Linked DNA regions of Zea mays: regions 1 and 3 are each linked to region 2. Evidence: chromatin contacts called from public Hi-C data. All regions are on one chromosome and are shown on one strand. The core of a region is the stretch at or near the end of the contact, and the rest is flanking DNA. Distances in the headings are between cores, read along the strand shown.

Evidence for each region. Hi-C and Micro-C count contacts between places; a contact is called where the count stands out from the background.
Region 1: a Hi-C map of leaf shows a contact between it and region 2, with 5 times the contacts expected there. The contact joins the promoter of sbp7 here to the promoter of LOC100284796 in region 2. A contact is called at or near these places in 2 of 25 Hi-C or Micro-C datasets (ear and leaf).
Region 3: a contact with region 2 is called in a Hi-C map of tassel, with 4 times the contacts expected there. The contact joins the promoter of LOC100280335 here to the promoter of LOC100284796 in region 2. A contact is called at or near these places in 7 of 25 Hi-C or Micro-C datasets (bundle sheath, ear, endosperm and 3 more).

The regions. Positions count from the first base shown.
Region 1 is chr4:206,057,493-206,061,579 of Zm-B73-REFERENCE-NAM-5.0, reverse strand. sbp7 (SBP-transcription factor 7) reads right to left here and starts at 1,346. Exons shown (of 10, transcript NM_001362256.1): 1 at 574-1,346; 2 at 173-366; 3 at 1-81. The coding sequence starts at 1,220.
Region 2 is chr4:205,875,383-205,879,717 of Zm-B73-REFERENCE-NAM-5.0, reverse strand. It overlaps LOC100284796, which reads left to right and starts at 2,060. Exons shown (of 6, transcript NM_001413111.1): 1 at 2,060-2,098; 2 at 2,768-3,392; 3 at 3,856-3,908. The coding sequence starts at 2,882.
Region 3 is chr4:206,005,802-206,009,743 of Zm-B73-REFERENCE-NAM-5.0, reverse strand. It overlaps LOC100280335 (3-hydroxy-3-methylglutaryl-coenzyme A reductase), which reads right to left and starts at 1,479. Exons shown (of 4, transcript NM_001153261.1): 1 at 337-1,479; 2 at 1-186. The coding sequence starts at 1,271.

The DNA.
Region 1 (4,087 bases), core at 97-2,596, 180 kb before region 2:
AATTTATTTTGCTGATAATTTCAACCAGATTCTGCTTATCTGGTATGGGAGGAATGCTAGGCACTTTACCGACGCTAGAACCTGACATTACGAACAACAAATTCCACTATACTGGTTAAAATCACAAAGTCCTGAAACGGTATATTGAGTATGGAGTGTTAGCAGTCAGTACCATGCAAGTGCGCAATCACTGTAATTAGATTGACAATATCCTGCGTCCTATTTGCTGCATTTTCTTGGTTTCCAGGTAGCAGCAACTGCGAAGAAACATCTGCTGGCTGGGTTTTTCTTCTCCGCCGGTTGTGCCCAGCAAGCCTACGCCGGCAGCTCCTCTTACCCTCGTCAAACTCCGCGAGTGGGTGAAATCTAATCGATTGACCAGAAGAACCAACTTAATTAGTAACTAAAACTCCCACGGCCTACATCGGCGCCGGCCGAAACCGCAGCATGAATCCGTGCTACAGGAACATGTCTCTGGCCCAGCAAGCACACACTCCATACGAACCGATCAGATCACAAAAACAGACTCCTAGCACTCTAGGCAGTAGCATCATAACAACAAATCTCATTTACCTACTACACTGCTGGCAGAAGCGCTGCGCCTGGTTGGCGACGACGGCCCTGATGGTCTTGCTGTGGGTCTCGCAGACCTTGTGCCTCCTGTGGTAGTCCTTGGCGCCGGTCAGATCCGCTCGGCACTCATCCACCTGGCACATCGGGTAGCCCGCGCCTCCGTTGGCAGCCCCGCCACCGCCACCGCCCGCGCTGCCTGGCGATCCTGACCGCACCCGCTTGCTCGGCCTGACCACCAGGTCCTGCCCCGAAGCAGGCGGGGACGGCGACAGCGACGCCGCGGGAGCCGTCGGGCTGGCGTCCGTCGGGGCCGTGGAGCCTTCCCGCGGGCCGAGCTGGAGCTTCAGCGCGCCGCTTCCTCCGGCCCCCTGACGGTGCACCTCGGCCGCCTGCTGGGGCTGGGGCTGGGGCTGGCCACCGGCGAGGCGGAGTGCATCGGCCGACGGCCTGGCGGTGAGCGCGCGGCTGTCCCAGTCCCACAGCCTGGGGTTCCAGTTCCCCGCAGCGGCCTCCGCGGGCGCCGCCGCGGCGGCCGGACACGGCTGGCCGCGCTTCTTCACGGCGGCCGCGGCGTGGGGAGGCATCGGCTGGATCTGGTGGTGGATGAAGAGCGGAGGGGCCACCTGCGGGCCCACCTCCCTCTGCATCGCTTCTCAAGTCCTCCGGGCTCGCCCCACTCAGCCTCAGCCACAGCCACGGCCCACCTCTTCGACGAATCTACGCAGACGAGGTCAAACGAGCCGACCAGCGCCCGCAGCAACAGGGGGACACGAGCGGCGCCGCAACAGGGGCGAGGCCAGCACCGAGCAGTCGAGGAGAAAGATTCCGTTCCAGTTACCACTCACGCAAGTCTTCGGCGCCAGTCGCAACCGTCACGTCACCTCGCCGCCTCCCCCTCCCGCCCTCCAGAAATAGGGCCAGAGCAGAAAATATCTCTCTTCCCTGGCCGGGTGATGAGTAGTGCTGATTCGGCGGCAGAAAGAGCGCGTAGGATAGAGGTGGAGTGGAGCAGCGAGAGGAGTGGGCTGCCCGCCCTGGTGGCGTGGTGCGGCGCTGGAGCCTAGAGGGAAGGCGTGTGTGAGAGGGAGGAGGCCGCGGGGAATCGAGCGCAGACAAGGCAGCGCAAAGCGGGCGGAGAAGAGGACCTCCTGCTCCCGCCCGCGTGGGTAGCGTCCTGGCGCGGCAACAGAGGCAGGCGTAGAGATGGCAATGGGTACCCGAAATCCGAAACCCGATGGGTTTTTACCCCATTAGGGTACGGGTTTGGGTCAATTTTCATACCCATGGATTTGTTAATGGGCATAAATCTATACCCGTCGGGTTTATGGGTACGGGTTTGTTCCTATAGTACCCAAACCCGTGAACCCGTGGGTTTTTTAAACCCGACCAAACCTAGTGCATATTGTCATTTTATTTTATAAATGACCAACAAACTTGTTATTCCTTATTTACTTCATAATTTTTTTATCAATTGATGAATGTATCAGTAGTCGGTGAGAGTGTTGCTTGCTTGCCATTATAGTTTTTACTAGCGTTATATATGTGGTGGATGGATAACTTAGTGCAAGGTCACTTAATTATACAACTTATTATTTGTATTTCATTCTCTCTACTAATAATTTTTATACCAAATCATGAACTCGTTGTTCATTACATAGATTTTGGATCATGATTTCATTAATCATTACGATACTTATTGATTATGAGAAGAACAAGTATATTGGAGATGAAACCCACGGGTAACCCATGGGTACCCGCTAACCCGATGGGTACGGGTTTGGGCAAAATCTCAAACCCGTCATGGGTACGGGTTTTTTAATGGGCATGGATATTTTTCACGGGTACGGGTTTGGGACGGCAAAACCCAGCGGTTTATACCCGTTGCCATCTCTAGGCAGGCGGGTGGCGTGCGCTGTGTGCGTGGACGGACGGATGGCAGTGTTAGGATTTATGGGCTTGGCCCAATTAAGAATTTCTAATAATTCCAGGAAAATCTCAAAAGCCCATATAAGTGGATGGCAAAGGGATAGGTGGAACCAATAGCACTATATTGCTAGCTCTTGTGGAGTAGAGCTAGCTTAAATATGGAAGCCACACTCACTCACCAAGTCATGGATGAGAGGAGAGAGTGTGGAGAGCCACACGCGCGCGCGCGCTCGCTCGCCTCGCCTCGCCTCGCCTGGCCTGGCCTGGCCTGGCCGAAGGGCGCGGGCGCACGACATGCGCGTGAATGGTCCGCCGAAATCCGGCCCCTCGCGGGTGGATAAGCACGGGGGTCGCGGACTCGGCCCTATAAAAGGAGCCCGGCAGCCAGCCTCCAGATCATCCCCAGCTCCCAGTTCGCTTTCGCCTCTCTTCATAGCTGAGCCGCCTTTTAGTTCCCTTCGTCCCGACCGCAGAGGTGCATCTGCGATCAGGAGAGCAGGTCTCCGGAACCCTTCGTCTTCTAGATCCTGCACCGGGAGAGGGCGAATAAGGTTTTTGGGAAGCGTCTTCACGCGACTGCTCGTGATCTGCTGACCTCGTCGACCCTGCTGATTTCGCTACTTCGACATCGTCGACCCTGCTGATTCCGGCGCGTGCCATCGATCAGTAAGTCTAATCAGTACGCATCATCTGATTTGGCTTGTTATTTCAGTTCTTCTGATTTAGTCATGATTTATATTCGGAATTTAAATTGGAATTTGTCTAATTATTCAACAATCCAAAAACCTTATTGTAGACAATTTCCTAGTTTTCCTATGGCTGCTTTTGCCGACGCGCTGAAGCCAGAAAAGTTTAATGGTATGCACTTTAAGAGATGGCAAGTCAAGGCCACGCTCTGGCTTACTGCTATGAATGTCTTCCATGTTAGTAAAGGCAGACCTGAGGGTCCACTGACTCCTGAACAGGAGAAAGAGTATGACCATGCCAATACTATGTTCACGGGAGCCGTTCTTAGCGCCCTTGTTGACCGTCTGGTTGATGCGAATATGCAATACACGGACGGGAAAGAGTTGTGGGATGCACTTACTACTAAGTATGGTGCATCAGATGCTGGCAGTGACCTGTATATCATGGAGAGCTTTCATGATTATAAGATGGTTGATAATCGCTCTATTGTAGAGCAAGCTCATGAAATACAGTGTATAGCCAAGGAGCTCGACCACCTTAAGATAGTCCTTCCTGACCGATTTGTGGCTGGGTGCATTATTGCAAAGTTGCCTTCTACATGGAGGAACTTCGCCACAGCTCTGAAACATAAGAGACAGGAGATATCAGTTGAAAATCTGATAGCGTCTCTGGATGTTGAGGAGAAAGCTCGGGCAAAGGACACGGGATCTAAAGGAGGCGAGGGCCACTCCAGCGCCAACATGATTCAGAAGAACCACAACAAGGGCAAAGGAAAGCCAAAATCTAACAAGCCCAACAAAACTACCAACTTCAAGAAGAAGAAGAACAAGGCTGAATTGACATGTTTCGCATGTGGCGAGGCGGGTCATTTTGCCAAGGATTGTCCCGATCGAGCGGATCG
Region 2 (4,335 bases), core at 811-3,310:
AACCGCCTAAGGCGTGGCACAACCGAGGGAAACGGCGGCAACCACGACGACGATCGTGCGGCCACGTCGCCGGGCAAGTGGGTACGGCGATAGGGCAGTACAGTGCCCCAAACTCATCCACGATGAAGATATTTTCATGGCCGGTCGTGATCCACACCACAGAGGGCACGAATCGCAGCCGGCGCGAATCCGAGCGGGAGTCACCAACGATGAGGTTCAGTGCACCAGCGATCTTTTGCAGGTACTGTACCATGGCGATCTCCATCAGAGCATCTGACAAAGCAATTTGAGGGATGATTTTCTCCAATTTTTATATAGCAACTTAATCATCTGTCTGTAGCAAACCTGTTGTACTATAATCCATCTTTAATTTTGGTATAGCACCCACAATCGAAGTCACTGGATCCTACTCAAAACGGATCTCAAAGTTCATTAGACTTCACTGTCAGTCAGAATTCAGCCTTAGGGCTGACTGACAACCCAATTTGAAGTCCAATTAACTTCAATTTTTGTACAACATTAAGGGCCAATCACTTAAATAAAGTTGTACCCCTATCATAGCTCTACACATTTGATGTGTTGACCTAGGGCAAAATCCTTATGAATTCAGAGATACAAGGCCGCAAAGTTGACCCAATTCCACTGAAATTTAGACTTAACCACTTAGGGGTTCTTGGGTCTTTTGCAAATAAGTCCAATTTCCTCCACACTACTTGAAAATCCTTTATTGTGAAAGTTGCTTGGTTTTGGTGTTCTATCACTTTGATATTTGCACTTTGGTCCAAAAGTGAATAGAATTTAAATCCACCCCTAGGGTTCCAATTATGTTTTTCTAGGGTTTCTTTTAGGGTTTGGGCACACTAGGGTTTTTATGTCACAAAAGTTCACCAAATTTGATATCTTGTGAACATTTCTAATGACTTTTGAGATTATACTCAATTTGGCTTACTGTCACCCATGTGTCCTAATCCTAGGGTTAAGTACCCTACCCTAGTGCTAAGCACATTTCAAGTCACCATATCACAACTTGTTTTGAAATTTTACCTAGTGAATGCATTCTAGGTGTGACAAACAAAATGAAATGTTAATGCATATGATGTCATGCTCAAGTTTTAGTGCCAGTAACACCAGGGGTGTTACATCTAGGAACACGTCCAGCAGCTCTAGGTCCATAATATCGCTAATCTGCAACAACCAGGCGAAGCCCCTCGACATCAGGACTACCTTCACAACAAGACCGCACTGGCAGCGCATCAAGAGCCCCCCAACAACGAAAGAAGTTTTACTGCATCTTGCACGGCGAGGACTCAGGACACGCAACCATAGATTGCCCAAAAACCAAGGAAATCAAAGACCGCATGGCCAGAGCCGTCCCAACAAACAACCAGAGAGACATCGCCCACACCTACCAACCTCATCTATACCCCCACCCTCATTACCAAAATGAACACCCATATTACCCTCAACACCAACAAAATTACAACCATGCTTTTCCCAGCAACCGCGTCTTCAGCACCAAGAAAGATTAGCACTGCCACCCCCTTTCGCCACAATAGGCAAACCAACATCCCCGCCAACCATCCCCTCCACCACCAAAGCAAGAAGAAGAATTCGCCAACCCACCGTTCAGGAGAGTCAACCATATGATCATCGGAGGGTCCATCACAAAATTTAAGAATAAACGATAGAAGAAAGACACTACTGAAGAGTCAATCATGTTGCTCTCACTGGTCCTGTGGTCAATGCTTTTCTTATAGGAGATGAGACTAATTGGGGATCCGATACCCGAATGGATGAGTATGAGATGAATCTTATACCTATGATGGGTACGAGTACGAAGATAAGCATGAGTATAACTTTATATGATATATAAGGCTTGTTTGGTTTGTGGCTAACTGTGCCCCACTTTGCCTCAGGTTAGTCGTTCGAATTGAATAACTAACCTTAGGCAGAAAAGTTAGACAAAGTGTGGCAATTGGAGTAACGAACCAAACATGCCCTCTCCATTGACATCTCTACTTGTAGCCAAACAATACCATATGCTAGCAGCTAGTGGGGATCTCGAAGTAAAATAGCACAATTGCTGGGGCCAAATGAGGTAGACCGTCGCATCCATGACCCATCTACTTCCCTCCCCTTCTTATCTGCTACTGCAATAATCACCCGAGGCAATTTTGGCGTGCTTTACTTCCGCTTCCAATATACCTTTTTTTCCGCGACAAAAATCATTTTTGTTAATTGCGAAAAGGAAAGAGCCCGTGTGAACAGGAGGGGTGAGGAGAAGAGGGGGAAAAGAGAGAGAAATCGGAGGGCATTAGCAAGAAACCATGAGTTCTAGGTTAGCTGAAATCTCCTTTGATCTTTAATCTGTTCATCTCCTTGCGTGAGTCTGTGGCGTTAGCGTGATGCCTTCTCCAAGTTCATGAACTTCCCGGTCTGGAGCTTTGCTTACTCAGTTACCCTTTTTTGACCCGTATTTTTTTCTCTCCATTCCGCAACTGTTGGCTCCCAAATTCTGGTGATTTGTTGGGTATCCCCCTGCGAAATCCGGGCAAAAGTGGGGATCTGCAGCTTCTGTGGCTTGTCGGCTTTAAGCCTACCTTTTTCTTGGACCTTTTACCATTTTCTTTTGCCCATTTTTAATCCCCCATTTCCGTCAGTAATTTACTTTTATTTTCATGTCTACTTATTTCCGCCGTAAAACTGTGTTTGTCGCGTGAAAGATCGCGTACTTGAGCAGTGAAGGGTTTTATGGTTTTTTTTGCAGGTTCGCAATCCCTAGTCGTCTTGTCCTGATCTTACTTGAGTGCTCGTGAGCTCTTTCCAGTGGCTAATGACTGCAGATTTGAGTTCTGGCCCAAGAACCGCGTGCTAGCCCGCCATGGAGGTGAGGTCCGAGCAAGGGCTGATGGCGGGGAGGGATCTATTCGGCTTGACGAAGAGCCCGCCGGCGCCCGCGCCGCCGTCGTCCGCCGCCATGCAGAGCGTGCGCATGGCGTACACCGCGGACGGCACCGCCGTGTTCGCTCCGGTGAGCTCTTCGCCTGCGACGCCGTCTTACCAGCCGCAGGGCGCAGCCCACGGCGCTAGCATGTCCGCGGCGACGGTCGTTGGAGGCAATGGCGCTCCAGCTGCGCCGAGCATGGGTGAGCCGCTGGCCAAGAAGAAGCGCGGACGACCAAGGAAGTACGGGCCCGACGGGTCCATGGCGCTGGCAATGGTGCCTGCTTCGGCGGCTTCAGGGTCGCCGGCGACAGGGCAGGGTTTTTCTGGGCCGTTCTCACCGCCTGCGTTAAATCCGGCGAGCTCTCTGGTGGTGGCGTCGCCAGACGGATTCAAGAAGCGGGGCCGGCCTAAGGGTTCTACCAACAAGCCACGCGTGGACGCTGCTGGTAAAATTTCTACTCCTATCATCATTTGCACTGACTCTAAGGTTTTGGTGTGGTTTGTAAACTCAAATTTACTAGGAACTGGAGAAGTACTTGTGGATAGTTTCATCATAATATATCAGGATAAAAATTGTTATTGGGACTGAACTGCCTCAAGGGCCGTTGTCCTTATTAGAGTTTGAATCTGCTTCATGGTCAGCTGAAGGATGTACTGGTCATCCTAGCTTTAATTAGTTAACTGTGCAAAACTATAAATTGTGGATGGACGGATTTATTTGTCCTCAGTTATTTCATTGTACAATTTTCCACGTGTTCATTTCCAGAGTGGTGGCATGTGGTTATTTCTCTGCTGAATTCTGTAACAAGCTGCTAGTTATTCTAAGTCCTGCAAAGCTGATGTAGATTGACTCATTTTTTCCGTAGATGATTTCAGCGCAACTAGCCCTAACATGAAATCATCTTGCAGGGTCATCAGGAGCTGGATTTACACCTCATGTTATCACAGTTCAAGCTGGGGAGGTATAACACGTTATCTTGCATTTGAACGTGCTGATTATTTATTGTTTTATTTTCAGAATATGTTCTTGCTTTTATTCTTCCTGGATCCTTTGCACTTGTTCACATTCTTTTGGACTTTCTCTTTTTGCTATACTTTTTTTATATAATGTTCTCACAATGCAACCTCTCTTACAAAAAACAGAAAAAAAGTATTGTTTGTTGTTCCATCAATAAGTTGAATTGCCAAATTGTTCATTCGGACATTTAATTTGAAGCACTAAGCTATCACATTATGCTTAGCTGTCTTCCTTCCATGATTTGGTGCTGATGGGAGTATAAAGTAAATTCTGCCAGTTTGAGGTTTTGTACTGTAGAATGGCAGATCTTGTGCAGTGGTGATAGCTCTCTCACCCAGTCACCAGGTCGTGAGTTGGAAGCAGCCTCTCCG
Region 3 (3,942 bases), core at 230-2,729, 130 kb before region 2:
GAACCAGATATGCTAATGACATCCATGTCATGGAAGTCATCCTGAAGAAAATCCAGCACGTTCTGCACGCCCTTTGAGACCATGTTCATCCCCATGGCGTCCCCTGTGCTGCAGCTGAATCTCATGTACAGGTTCCTCCCCGCCATCGCGCACTGCACCCCCTGCAGCCTCGCGAACCTGCTCGACCTGCTCACATTTCATGGTGTTGGTGTGTTCCCAAACAAGTCAGCAACCGTGTCATGTTTTTATTGTCTTGAACTTAGAACTGCACGAGTGGGATTGAAGAAAAAGGCAGCTGTGGAATGGTATCAAGATTCTTGTCGGAATTGAATCTACCTGTTGAAGACGACGGAAAGCGTGTCAAAATTAGCAGGGTCCTCCAGGAATGCCTTGAGCTCGGCTGCGCGGCGCGCGGTGGGGAAGCGGGCGACGGGGGCGCGCGTCATCGCGTCCCGCAGCACGACGCTGGTGGCGCCGCCCGACTCGGCGATGGCCTTGCAGCCTCGGTTGGTGCTGGCGACGAGGCAGCCCTCGGTGGTGGCCATGGGCAGGTAGAACCTCCGGCCGTCGAGCAGCAGCGGCCCGGCGACGCCCACCGGCAGCTGCACGTACCCGACCGGCAGCTCGCAGCACTGGCCTAGTATGGACGCGTAGTCGAAGCCGTCGAGCGGGAGGCCCTCGATGTCCCGCCCCGTGATCCGCCGCAGGGCCTCGCGCCGGATGCCGGCGGCGCGGCGGCAGTCGCCGAGCCTGGCCTCGAGCGCGTAGGACGGAACCTTCCCGGCGACGACCGAGGCGACGATCTCCTCGTCGTCCTCCGGCATTTTCTCGGGCGCCGCGGCGGGGCTCCCGAGCAGCTCGCACGGGGCCGGCGCCTGCGCATGCTGCCGGGAGGGCGCGGCGGCGGAGGCCGGAGCTCCCGACCCGACCAGGAAGTCCTCGTCGTCGTCGCCGGACGAGACGATGGACTGGACGAAGGCGATGCCGAAGAAGCTGAGCAGGTAGATGAGCGAGGCGACGAGGCCGAATATGGCGAGCATCTCGGCGAGCCCAACGGCGTGGAGCGGCGTGGACGAGCGGATCTTCTCGCGCCACCGCCGCATGAGGTACGCCAGCGACGCCGCGAACAGGGCCGAGAAGATGAGGTTCGTGTGCCGTATCGGCAGCGGCAGCGCGTCCCCCGCCTGAACCCGCGCCGCCGCCCGGGACGGCTCCGGCGCGGGCGGGTGCCGGGCCGCCGAACCCTGCCCCACTCCGCCGCGCACTTCCATGGCTGGCCGGCTCCGGCGCGCGCGCTCACTCCGCGGTCAACGAGTCAAAGACAGGCGTCACGGGCAGTGGTCGCGAGCTCTGGCGCAAGCCCCCACCAAGGTAGTGCTGCGGTGTATGGCCGGCCGCGAGCCGCGTGGAGGTGGGGAGGAGAGACCGGCGGTGAAGCGACTGTCTCGGGGTGACCTCCTCCACTCCTCGGGACGCGGGCGGCCTCGGGGAAGCCGGCAGCGGCCGGCGAGCGCGGGCCTTTAATAAGTGGAGCGGAGTGGCAGCAGCCCACCAGGCCACCACGCAGACGGGCCCACGAGGCCACGAGCGCACGAGACGGCCGGCGGGCGGGCCCGCGGTGCGACGGTGCCGCGTCCAGCAGCCTCGAGCGAGCCGGCGTGGCCGCGTGGGCCGCTTTGGCCTTTTGCTGCGCTCGCCCTTTTCGCTTGTCGGGGCCTCTGGAATCGTGTGGAGGCAGATCGCATCGTGCAAAACTGCAAACAAGTTTGTTTACTTATTATAGAGAGAAAAAATAGCAGCAGATCAGCTTATGCCACGACACGATCACATACCAGAGCGCTTACTGCCTGTTTCGAAGTGGAGTGCTGGCAGACATGACAACGGAGACTCAATCCTTGATTCCTCGGAAAAATTTATCTATTAGGGCTAGTTTGGAAACACCGTTTTTCCAAATGATTCTAATTTTTCTAAGGAAAAATGAGTTTATTTTCTCTTGAGAAAATTGGAATCCTTTATAAAAACAGTGTTCCCAAACTAGCCCTTAGGGCTTATTTAGGAGCTAAAGCAATGAAGGAGATTGAGAGCTGGTTTGGTAAACAGAAAAATTGAGGGGTCAATAGCGATTGGGTTTCTCTCCTACTGTTTTCTTGTCTACCAAACCAGCAGCTCTAAGGGAGCTAGAATCCCTCACTGTTTAATTTTAAAAAGTGAAGGATTTTAGCCCCTCAATGCTCTTCATTACACTTGCTCTCAAATAAACTCTTCTGGGACAGGATGAAAAGTTTCTTCCTTACGAGAATGTAAATGGAAAAAATTTCTCATCCCCATTCCTGTTGGGATCCGTTAAACTTGCACGTGACAATGTTTTATGTGTAATAGTTAATGATAAAATAAATAATTATCTTATCAATTGATCACTTATTATACAAATATGTTATTTTGATGTACATATAATGATTTCTTACCTCTAACAATGCATATAAATGATAATGTTGTGCATTAATGACAAAGAAAGCATGTTCTAATGATAATTTAAGCGGGGACAGAGATTTCCATCAGGAATTTATCCTCGCGGGAAACAGGGACGAGGAAGAAATGCTCTCCCAAATGTTCGTGGAATCCCCATGAGGAATCATTTTGCCGTGGGGATGGGATAGGGAGCTATTCTCCGATGAAAAATGAAAGGGAAATAGTCTCAACATTTCTATAATCGATTTTGGTGTTTGACGACCATCACAAACCTTGTGGACTAACCAGCTTGACCAGTTGATCATTTCACAGGTGCATAAGTTCATCTACAACTATTCTAAATCGACTGTCCGGAATACCGTAGATTATTCCGGACATGAGAAGTTTTTTGGAAAAACCCTACGCGCGGACCGTCCGGGCCCTTGCGGCGGACCGTCCGCGACACCAAAGTGAGTCTCGGACAGGAACACTGCATAAACGCAAGTTTACACTACGGACCGTCCGATGGAGAAGCAAGCATCATTCGAGACCAATCGCGGACCGTCCGGCCTCAGGCACGGACCGTCCGGTCAGTGAAAACTAGAAAAACCTGAAGGTGACGGGTTCGGTAAAATATATTTTTAGCGTCCTCGCGGACCGTCCGGGGTTCACGACCGGACCGTCCGCGACTGCTTTATCTGACATCTGACGACGCATTAAATGCTTTATAGCCATTGATATAGTCGTTACTGCTGACCGTTGCGATTTTAGCCGTTGATGTGTAGGGGCGGACCATCCGGACAAAGGGCGCGGACCGTCCACCGTCGGCAGAAAGAGAGCAACGGCTAGGAAGTGGTTGGGGGCTATAAATACAACCCCAACCACCTCCATTCACTTGAACCAAGCACTCCAATCCTTCACATTCAATACAAGAGCTAGCAATCCATTCAAAGACACAATCAAAGCTTCCAATCTCTCTAAGTTCCACAATTGAGACAAGTGATCATTAGTGATTAGTGACTTGAGAGAGAGAGTGATCTGTGTGTTATTTGTCGCTCTTGTCGCTTGGCTTTCGCAATCGTGCTTTCTTTCTTCCCCCATTCTTATTCTCAAGTGACTTGTAATCAAAGCAAGAGACACCAAGTGTGTGGTGGTCCTTACGGGGTCTAAGTGACCCGTTTGATTAAGGAGAAAGCTCACTCGATCGGTCTAAGTGGCCGTTTGAGAGAGTGAAAGGTTGAAAGAGACCCGGTCTTTTGTGACCACCTCAACGGGGACTAGGTTCTTTGGAACCGAACCTCGGCAAAACAAATCACCGTGTTCATCCGCTTTATTTCTTGGTTGATTTGTTTTCCCTCTCTTTCGGACTCGGATTTAATTCTAACGCTAACCCCGGCTTGTAGTGTGTGGTTAAGTTTATAAATTTCAGATTCCGCCTATCCACCCCTCTAGGCGACTTTCAGAAAATTCTTAATTAGCATCACTAAGTACCAA